2 separate regions of the Sus scrofa genome follow, and region 1 is linked to region 2. A link is a contact called in public Hi-C data. All regions are on one chromosome and are shown on one strand. Each heading gives the region's core, a stretch centred on a gene start, on an enhancer-like site or on the middle of the called end of the contact. The rest is flanking DNA. Distances are from core to core; before and after follow the strand shown. Region 1 has its middle 63 kb from the start of CD82. Region 2 overlaps TSPAN18 (tetraspanin-18).

Region 1 (4,816 bases), core at 1,525-4,024, 250 kb after region 2:
TTAGAGCTGTACCCATGGCATTTGGACGTTCCCAGGCTAGGGGTTAAATCAGAGCTGCAGCTGCCAGCCTATGCCACAGCCACAGCAATGCAGGATCCTAGCCACTGCAGCAACCTACACCATAGCTCACAGCAACCCTGGATCCTTAACCCACTGAGTGAGTTAACCCACTGAACCCGCATCCTCATGGATCTTAGTTGGGTTTGTTAACCACTGAGCCATGGTGGAGACGCCTGTAATAAGTTTTAAAATCAGGAAGTGTGAGTCTTCCAACTTTGTTCTTTTTCAAGTTTAGCTTTTTTTTTTTTTAGGGGCCGCATCTGTTGCATATGGAAGTTCCCAGGCTAGAGGTGGAATCAGAGCTGTAGCTGCTGGCCTACGCCACAGCAACGTGGGATCTGAGCTGCATCTCTGCATCTGTGACCTACACCACAGCTCACGGAAAAGCCAGATCCTTAACCCACTGAATGAGGCGAGAAAGCGAACCTGCATCCTCATGGATACTGGCCCAGTTTGTTACCACTAAGCCATGATGGGAACTCCAGGTTTAGCTATTCTTGATCTTTTTCTTCTTAAACAGCCAGCTGGGACTTTGAAAGAGGTTGCATCAAATTGATAAATCAATGTGCAGGGTATTGCCATCTTCACAATATCAAATCTCCCAATCTCTGAGCAGAAGGTCTCTTCCCATTTACTTAGGTCTTTCTGATCTAGTTCATGGGATTCGGCAGATGAAAGCTGTCATTGATATCAACTTATATCCCCAATTTCCTGAATCGAAAATCCTAATTTTTTGGCTGTGCCCATGGCATGCAGAAGTTCCCGGGCTAGGGATTGAACCCAAGCCATAGCAGTAACCCAAGCCCCAGCAGGGACAGTGCTGAGCCCTTCACCATTAGATCACCAGGGAACTCCCTGAAAAATCATTTTTCACTCCTGCTAGTCTTTGATTTGTAATTTTTTAAAATGGCCATACCTGCAACATATGGAAGTTCCTGCGCCAGGGATCAAATACCAGCCACAGCTGCTACTTACATCAGCGCTGCGACAACCCACAGCACCAGGCCAGGGATGGGACCCCGGGCTGCCACAGAGGAAACACCTAATCCTTAACCCACGGCATGACAGCGGGAACCCCTGTTTTGTGATATTTTATGTGGGATTTTTTAGGGGACATATTTGGGAGAGCGTGTCCAAGTAGCTCACTCATCGTGGGACTTGAAGACCCCAAGTATTTTCCATGTATAATCACTTACTATTCTTAACAATCATGTATACAGGCACTACTATTATCCCCTTTCTAGAAAACTGAGCTGTAGGGAGGTTAAGTCATGCATCCATAGCTACACAGCTAGTACTGCTGAAGGGGGGATTTTAGCCAAAGGACGCTGGCTCCACAGCCCTGCTCTCAGCCACTGCATCCCAGCTGCACGGGAGGATGAAACCAGGGGTACAATTCAGATGGAAAAGTTGAGTGGAACTTACTTGGGTTATAAGGAGAGTCGTCCATACTGGCTGCCATCAAGCGACTGTATCTTTGATAATGTCTACAGTTTAACCCTCAATCCACACTTTTCAGTGGCTCCCTGTTGGAGCAACAAGGGAGGCTCTCCCCTTCCCAACACCAAGCCAGCTGCCCTGTGCATTCGAATTCTGAGTCCCAGGGTCCAGGTGGCGGGGGCTGGGGATTAGCAGCCTTATTGTGTATCAAAGTTGTTTCTGAATAAAACTTTCATCCAGGTCTTTGCTTTCTCTTGACAGGAAGGAGGAGGAGCTGGTGCCAGGAGCTGGCATTGTAGCCTTGACCCCCACCGGGGAGCAGGAGTTCCTGCAATCAGAGTAGGAATTTGCACAGATGCCTCAGACTGGGGGTGGCTGCCTGGTGCCAGGATATGTGTGTAGAGCGTGGGTGGGAGGTCCTTGGCCCCCAGGTGGCCATGACGGCAAAGGACCAGACATTTAACTTTGAGATAGACCTTGGGGAGTTAGGAACGAACATCCCACTGGCAACCAAGATGGACCGACATTCCCCTTCCCCAGGGCCGGGACCTGATGGGCATGATCTCGTTCCAGCCTCACATGCGCCCTGCGAGGCAAGCCGCATTACTAGCCTCGTTTCAGCAATGGGGCTCAAGGAGATAAAGTCACTGGGGGTGGCTGCCTGGTGCCAGGATGTGTGTGTAGAGCATGGGTGGGAGGTCCTTGGCCCCCAGGTGGCCATGACGGCAAAGGACCAGACATTTAACCACCCAGCTGGTGACTGGAGGAGCCTGAGGGTGTGTCTGCATCTGATGGCTCTGCCTCCAGGACCATGACTGCTCCACCAGCTGTGGCGGGGAGGGGGAGGCAGGCTTGGGGCTGAGGACCCAGGGGACCGTTCCCTCCCCTACCCAGGATGTGTCATATTCTCAGGGGCAGCCAAGGGTGAAGGGTAAGCTGGCCGTGGGCGGGGTGGGACCGAGGAGGGTGACGTCACCACCCTCTTAGTAATGCTTTGGCAGAGCCTGAAGCTCCCACCTTGGGAGGGAGAGGAGGGGGGAGGGGCAGCGCTGGAGCCTGCAGCTAGGAGGCTGCCAAGTCGGGGATGAGAACGGGCACCCTGCCAGGAGCACCCGGGACCAGACCCCCTGGGCAGGGGGGGTCTCCGGGAAAATAGAAGCATTCGCAGAGTCCTGGGAGGGGACTCTGAAAGGTGAGGTCTACCTCAGACTGCGTGTGGCGTGATCGTCTGTCGGTCGGGCAAGGCTGGCAGCCGGCTATCCTCTGATCAGTGCTCTGCTCTCTGCCGGCCTGACCATTCACTCCCCTCCCTGGTTTAGGTGACTGACAGTTGAGATGGCAGCAGGGATGGGCTGAGGCTCTGTCCACTTCTAGGAAGCCTTGGGCTAGCCTCTCAGGACCAGATGGCACTCTTTCTGAGCACCCAGCGTCAGGCAGAAGGAAGGGAGGAAATTAACATCCAAGAGAGGCCAGTGCCGGAGGGATGGAGTTGAATCTGGCAAGGGTCTGCCCCCAAGGTGCTCGAATTCTAAGAACACATCCTACCCACGGGGACAGAAACCAGCACTTTGGACAAGCTGGACCCATGGGTTTGAAGTGGAAATCAGCTTTATTCGTATCTCCTAAGCTCCGGGGATCTGTTCATGGGAGACAGTTCTCCCATCCCTGGATGAAAACTCAGGCACTTCCACTAGTTTTCCATCCTCCGTTGGAGGACAAATTCTTAGGTCACTTTAAGTTGCAGACACAGAGTCAAGCTAAACAACTCAGAACATCTGGTCTCCGGTAAGAGTCATACCTTTGAACCTGGTGCAGAGTTAACGTGCCTGCCTTTGCTGTTCCCCCACAGGCTGCATCCTGGAGAAGGGGCTTTGACCTCCCCCCTCCCCCGCCTCGTGAGTGCACCTGCTCCCCGCCCTCTTCCCTCTTCTTGTATTTGAGTCTCACAGGCTGCCAGAGCCTAGAGAGGGAGGGCAGAAGTCCAGGGAAGGGAGGTTTTAGTTCACTGGTCCCTTTTGGAGCTGGCTTCTGCTCTCAGGGCTCTGCGGAGGGTAGGAGGGACCATGGGAGTCCTCAGGTCCCCTTACCCGCCCCCCATGCTGCGGGCCCCGTGCCTTCTCCAGGTGGCTGCTCCGCAATCAACCTCAGGCTCTCCAGGGCCACACAGACTCCCTATTTATTGTTTCCCAAATTTCCTAGACCACAGAACAGGCGGGATGATGATGACAGGAATACAAGAACTCCTTAGTAGACCGGGCCCATGTTTAGACCACAGAAAACCCACGTGTCCTGTACGCTGACCAACGCTGGGCTCCCAGCCCCTCCCACCTCAGGTACGTCTCCTTCTGCTCCTCCCTCACAGGTAGCAGCCCTTTTCTGGTCCTTTTTGATTTCCCTGGCGGGAGCCAACTGCATTTGGACCACTGTGTGCCTGACGCCCTGGAGACACATGTGACCATCTCTTGTGGGCCCCCAGGAAGCCTCTCACCAAGCCGGGCTTGGCGGAGGTACCCCCCTCCAAAGGGGCTGGAAATCCAAGCACCCCCAAGTCTCCCTTCAAAGAAGTAATGATTATTTTTTTTAAAATTAGTCTCTAAAGATGGCACGCAGGTACTGTATCCTTTTTTTTTTTTTTTTTTTTTTTGGCCTCTCCGAGGCATATGGAGCTCCCACAGTCCCCACCTAAGCTGCAGCTGCGGCAGCACCGGATGCTTAACCTACTGTGCCAGGCCAGGGATCCAACCCAAGTCTCGGCGCTCCCAAGGCCACAGCAGGAAATTCTTTGAACAAAATCTCCTCCCCGGCCACCTGGGCTGTTTATACCCATCACATGGCATGTCCCGAGTCTCCTTCCCAAGCTTCCACGATGGCTCCCATTCCATTAAGACCCCTTGTCTTTTCCCAGCCATGCCCCTCCCGCAGGTTCCCAGGCCTGTAAATGGCCCTTCATCATATTGAGTTGCCCAAGCTGGAACCCGGGAACCTTCTCTGACACATGCTCTCTAAACACCATCAGCCTCCCTGCTTTGTGGACTCACTCATCCTGGAGTGATGAAAGCATCCCATTTGCCCAGGACTTTCCAGGCTTCAGCATGACAATCCCACATCCCAGAGAGTCCCTCAGTCCCACATAGAGGAGGCTGGCAGGTCACCCTCCTCCATCTCTCCTGCTCCAGCTGGTCCAGGCTGTTAGCGCCTCTTATTCAGACAACTGGTCTCCCCGCCCCAACTCAAGCCCCTCCAACCACCTCTCCACACAGCGACCAGTGTTATTCTTCAAGGTGCAAATACGAGTGTATCCCTCTCTTCTGACCCC
Region 2 (4,948 bases), core at 1,094-3,593:
CCAGCAGGGACACACAAGGCAGAAATGTGGTCCCCATCCTGATGGAGGGTCCATTGAGGCAAGATTTAGGATTCATGAAATGAAATTCATGGGATGAAAAGCATACGATTCATGGGATGAAATGCAAGAGTGAACCTGGTCACACCTCGATGGGGAAAGCCGGCCTCCCCAGAGGAAGGGGGTCTGCCCAGCTCCTGGCCATCGCTCTCTCCTGGAGCAGGACTCCCCAAATATAGGGACTTGGGCATGTGAGGGGGCATCCCCTGAAGGAAAGCGAAGGGTCACTTCTCCCAACTTCTAGGGCATGAAGTCATTTCCCCCTGCTTTAACAGGGCGGCCACTGGCTATCAGGGAAGTTCCCCCCACGCTTCCCGGGGCTCCCCCTAACGGAGACCTTCCCTAGGGTTTGCTCGCCTCATCTGACCTCATCCTATTTGCCTAAGGACACATTTGCAGGAATTGCTGAACAGTAAATGTACATCATTTTGCTAAGGATCAGAGAATTCGTAAAGGGGTAAAAACTGCTATTTTGCCTACGTGTGAGCATCTCCAGGCTTTTCTAACCCATCTGCCTACAGCACGTCTGCTCTTCGTTCTCATTTCTAATAAATATTTACCAAATGCCCAGACTTCATGTGCAATTCAGCTCATTTGTCGCTTTGAAATTACACCCATCTCTTTCTGCTGTTCTTTCCAATTTAGCAAGCCTTTGTTATCAAGTATTTTAAAAATGTGAATCTTTAAATAAACGGGCTAAAAACATCCCCTGAACTACTCATGGATGAGCGACTAGGAAAAAAGGGGATGACGCGGAATGTCCCTAAGAGACTGACCTTGTCCTGTTGTTCAGGAAAATGCTGTGAAATTCATCAGCGGGAACGTTTGGGACATGTTTCTTTAGAAAAGTTGATCATGGAGTTCCCGTTGTGGCTCAGTGGGTTAAGAACCCAACTAGTATCCTTGAGGATGTGGGTTCAATCTCTGGCCTTGCTCGGTAGGTCAAGGATCCCACATTGCCACAAGGTGCAGCATGGGTCACAGATGCGGCTTGGATCCCGTGTTGCTGGGGCTGTGGCGTGGGCTGGCAGCTGCAGCCCTAGCCTGGGAACCTCCATACGCCATGGGTGTGGCCCTAAAAAAAGAAAAAAGAGAAGTTGATCATCAGGTGACATGGACATTAGGCTCACTGTCCCTGGGCTGAGGGTCACCGGACCCCCTTAGGGTTTAGCCTCAGGGCAGGGGCGGGGCACGCCTGGCTAACCCCTATCCCCAAGCCTCTGCTCTCTGCAGGCCTCTGAGGCAAGTTCCAGAGGTGCCTAAACTTGCTCCCTCTTGGCCCTTCTCAAGACAAGTCTCCCCTCCCTGCCCAAAGGTTGAGGAGGTGGCTCAGACCTCTTAAAGGACCCCAGGGGCTGCCAGCAATGAGGCTTGGAGCCCCTCTTCAGCTAGAACCGTCACATGGCCAGGTCCAGGTTGGAAGAGACAGGAGATCCTCTTAGTTTTTAGATCATGAGTCTTTCTGAAAACATTCCAGAAGCTGTGGTGGGCCCCCCCTCCACATGCAACACATATGTACACGCACACGCACACAGAGGCCCTGACATGATATTTTGCACCTAATTTTGGGTGAGTTTTGAACCACTTGAGTCCCTTCCAGGTCAAAAGCCCCTGGATAAGACCCTGGTCTGAGAGACAGGAGACCTGGGTTCGAGGGCCCTGTCTTTGACCTGAACTGTGACTTCAGGATTGTGTGTGCTGGGCATCTGAGAGAGGGACAGAGACAGAGAGAGGGAGCAGGAGTGGGGAGGGGAGGGAGGAGGGGAAGCAGAAAAAGTAAAGAAAGCGGGAGAGGCAGGGAGAGGGGACAGAGGCAAGGCAGCAAGAATAGAAACCAAAAGATCAGGAGAAAGGCAGAGATAGACAAGGAGACAAAAGTAGAGAAATAGAAAAGAAAGGGAGAAAGGGACATAATGAAACAGAGACAAACAAGGAGGAAGGAGGCAGAAGAGAGAGGTGGTGGGAAGGGGGGCTTTAAGGTTCAGCCGCAGCTGGGACTTGAGGCAAACCGCCTCTGGCCCCTGGTCTCACCCCTAAGTGCCAGGAGAGCGAGGGTGTCCTTTTCTAGCTGGCAGGCTCAGAGGAGCCACACAGCTAGAGAGGGCTTGCGAGACCTGGAGCCGGCTCCCAGCCCGGAGCCCCAGCCTGGCTTCCTGTCCTGGCTTCAGGGATGAGCCCATTAATGTTGGATGAGCCCCAACACTGAGCCTCAACCGAGGGCCGAGGTGCAGGGCAGGGGTTGGGAGGTTTGCTGTGTCCTGGGACTCCTCCTACTCAGCTCCTTTCAAAATCCCCGGCAGCCCGAGCCCAGACCTTTCCACGCACCATCTGATGCTGTGCAGAGCCCTCCACCAGGGGGCGCCCACGGGTTTCTTTGTTTCTCTCCAGCTGAAAAGTTTGCAGTGTTTACGCTGCTGCCGGAGGCCAAAGGGACCCAGAGCTCCCCAGCCACACATTTCACAGCTGATTTCACTTTCTCTCTGTGACACGAATGGGGGCTGTCCTGCCTGTTCCAAGCTGGGGAGGAGGCACCGTGCCAGATCTCTGCCTCCCAAAGCCACTGCTGCTGGCTCAATGACAGGAGCGGACAGAAGCCTGGCCAGGAAATCCCTCAGCTGATCAGCCCATGTCACCGACCAGCCCACATCTCCCTATCATTTAACTCCTGACCCACCCACCCACCCACCCACTTGGCCAAGAGGAGTGTCTGCAAGTCGGCCCATCCACATGCACACTTTTCTAAGCTGGGCTGTTTTTAACTTACCCTCTAACAGGGTTGCCCTCAACTCAGTTTTCCCAGCCCTGGGGGCACAGCACCTTGTAGGGGAGGAAGCCCCATCACCAAAGCCCGGGGAGTAAGCAGAGGCCCAAAGCATCACAGCCCATGTGAATGCAGAAGAGCAGTGAAACAGGACATCCAAGCTCGTAACTCACGGCAGAACTGGTTGGGCCTTCACTTAACAAGCAGACAGTGAGCTCAGTGAGGTTAAGAAATTAGACCAGGAGTTTCTACTGTGGCTCAGCGGTAATGAACCCGCCTAGTATCCATGAGGGTGAGGGTTCGATCCCTGGCCTCGTTCAGTGGGTTACAGATCTGGAGTTGCTGCAAGCTGTGGTGTAGGTCATAGACATTTCTTGGATCTGGCCTTGCTGTGGCTGAGGTGTAGGCTGGAGGCTGTAGCTCTGATTTGACCCCTTGCCTGGGAACTTCCCTATGCTGAGGGTGCGGCCCCAAAAAGAAAAAAAGAAAGAAAGAAAGAAAGAAACTAGACTACAGCAGGGCACATGCACAAACCCAGGCCCACCCAGATCATCCTCGGGGACTCGCCTGCTTCCCACAAGCCCATCTTCCAGGGAGGGGTGGCCATTCTTGGCCCTCAATGCATCTACGGCAGCTAGTGAACTATGCAGCCTGGAAGGCAGATGGAGCGCTATTTATTTCATGAATAAAAGCCCTTCGGAGATCATATCATTTCTATTTTGGAAGTAGAAATGTGAAAGCTAAATGATTTATCCAATAGCCATCTTAGCTTTTACCAAGGAGTTATATATTTTAGCTCTTAAAAGCAAGTGAGTTGAAAAGCATCAAGAGTCAACACTCTCAGTTGATCCTGCCTTGGCGAATCCTGGCTCTTCAGACCTAGAGGCCAAGGCCACCCTCCACCAGGGGGCAGCTCGCCCACACAGCAGGCACGGGTCCAGGGCAAAGAGCGGGCTCCAGGAGCTGAGGCCACTGATGCATATAGGAAGGGTTGGTGGCCCTCCTGCTCCTGGCCCACCCGGCTCAGACCTCGGTGTGAGTCCCCTGCAGTGTGGACCCAGGATCCCCACAGCCTGCCCTAGGACACCTATGGGTGGGGTGGGGGTGGGGTACTCACAAACAGCAGCAGACACTTGTTCTCCCGGACGGCCCCGCAGCAGCCCAGGAAGCCGAGCAGGAAAAGCAGGCCCCCCATGGCCAGGAGGATGTAGGCACCCGTGATGAGCAGGGGGTTGGCAGCCACGATCTCGCGGAAGCCGGTGGGGTCGACCATGACCCAGATGCCCACGCCCAGCAGGCAGGCCCCGCCCAGCTGCTCCGGTGGGTCAGGAGCGGGGAGGAGAAAGAGGCAGACCCGGAGGTTAGTCCGTGCATACACCGTCTCCTGCTCCAGCTCCAGGCCCCGAGGCGCAGAGTGCCCGTGAACTGGGCAGAAACTCCCTTTGCTGCCGGAACCAACGTCCCGGCAGCGCTTTCCTCCGCTTCCAATTTCCCTACTTACCCTGCCGGAGGCGCATCACGCACCCTCTAAATCCAGTCTTTGACCCACACCCCACCTCGGGCTGCGGAGAACCATGTCCTGCAGAGCTTCTCTGCCGCTCACTTTTATATCCTCCTTGCTGTCAGTGCTGCTGGGTAATGAGGCCATTCAGTCCAACCCTCTGATTCCACACGGAGCCCCGGAGGGGTCCAGTGACTTGCCGAAGGTCACACAGCAAGTTCACGGCAGAGCCAGGGCTGAATCCCAGGCCTCCCTGACTCCAACCCCCAGGACCCTCCCCAAAGACACCAACATGCTCTGACACCTACACTGTGCCTGCATCGTGCTAGGCGCCTGGGAGAACAGTGACAAAAAAGCCATCCTCCTTGTCCTCAACAGGAGCTGTTGGTTGGGTTGGGCTCCCTACTCTCAGATGGGCTTGCAGAAAGCCTTCTTATTTATGTCTTCCTCTCCACAGCCCACCTCTCCATGCCTGACTTATCTTTGGAGAGAGGCAGCTTAGAGCGGAGAAAGGGCTGTGCCACTTATTAGCTGTGTGACCTTGGGTAAGTGGCTTAACCTCTCTGAGCCTTAGCTTCCTTGTGGTTAAAAGAGTTCCCCCCTCCCAAGGTGGCCCGGAGGAAGAAAGG

Evidence for each region. A called contact is a pair of places that touch in the nucleus more often than the background predicts.
Region 1: a Hi-C map of retroperitoneal adipose tissue shows a contact between it and region 2, with 3 times the contacts expected there. The contact joins two enhancer-like sites. A contact is called at or near these places in 2 of 5 promoter capture datasets (fetal skeletal muscle and liver), 22 of 47 Hi-C or Micro-C datasets (alveolar macrophages, brain, embryonic fibroblasts and 12 more) and 1 of 2 datasets of contacts at active chromatin or transcription factors (skeletal muscle).

The regions. Positions count from the first base shown.
Region 1 is chr2:17,737,322-17,742,137 of Sscrofa11.1, forward strand. No RefSeq gene overlaps it. Among named protein-coding and RNA genes, the nearest start is that of CD82, 63 kb to the right of the region's middle. Within about 2 kb of position 2,775, at least 9 of the 83 cell types and tissues checked have an H3K27ac peak or open chromatin away from gene starts, as enhancers often do. A contact at or near this core is called in retroperitoneal adipose tissue, where this site is marked.
Region 2 is chr2:17,485,213-17,490,160 of Sscrofa11.1, forward strand. It overlaps TSPAN18 (tetraspanin-18), which reads right to left. Exons shown (of 11, transcript XM_021083155.1): 6 at 3,936-4,130. Among named protein-coding and RNA genes, the nearest start is that of TP53I11, 40 kb to the left of the region's middle. Within about 2 kb of position 2,344, at least 18 of the 83 cell types and tissues checked have an H3K27ac peak or open chromatin away from gene starts, as enhancers often do. A contact at or near this core is called in retroperitoneal adipose tissue, where this site is marked.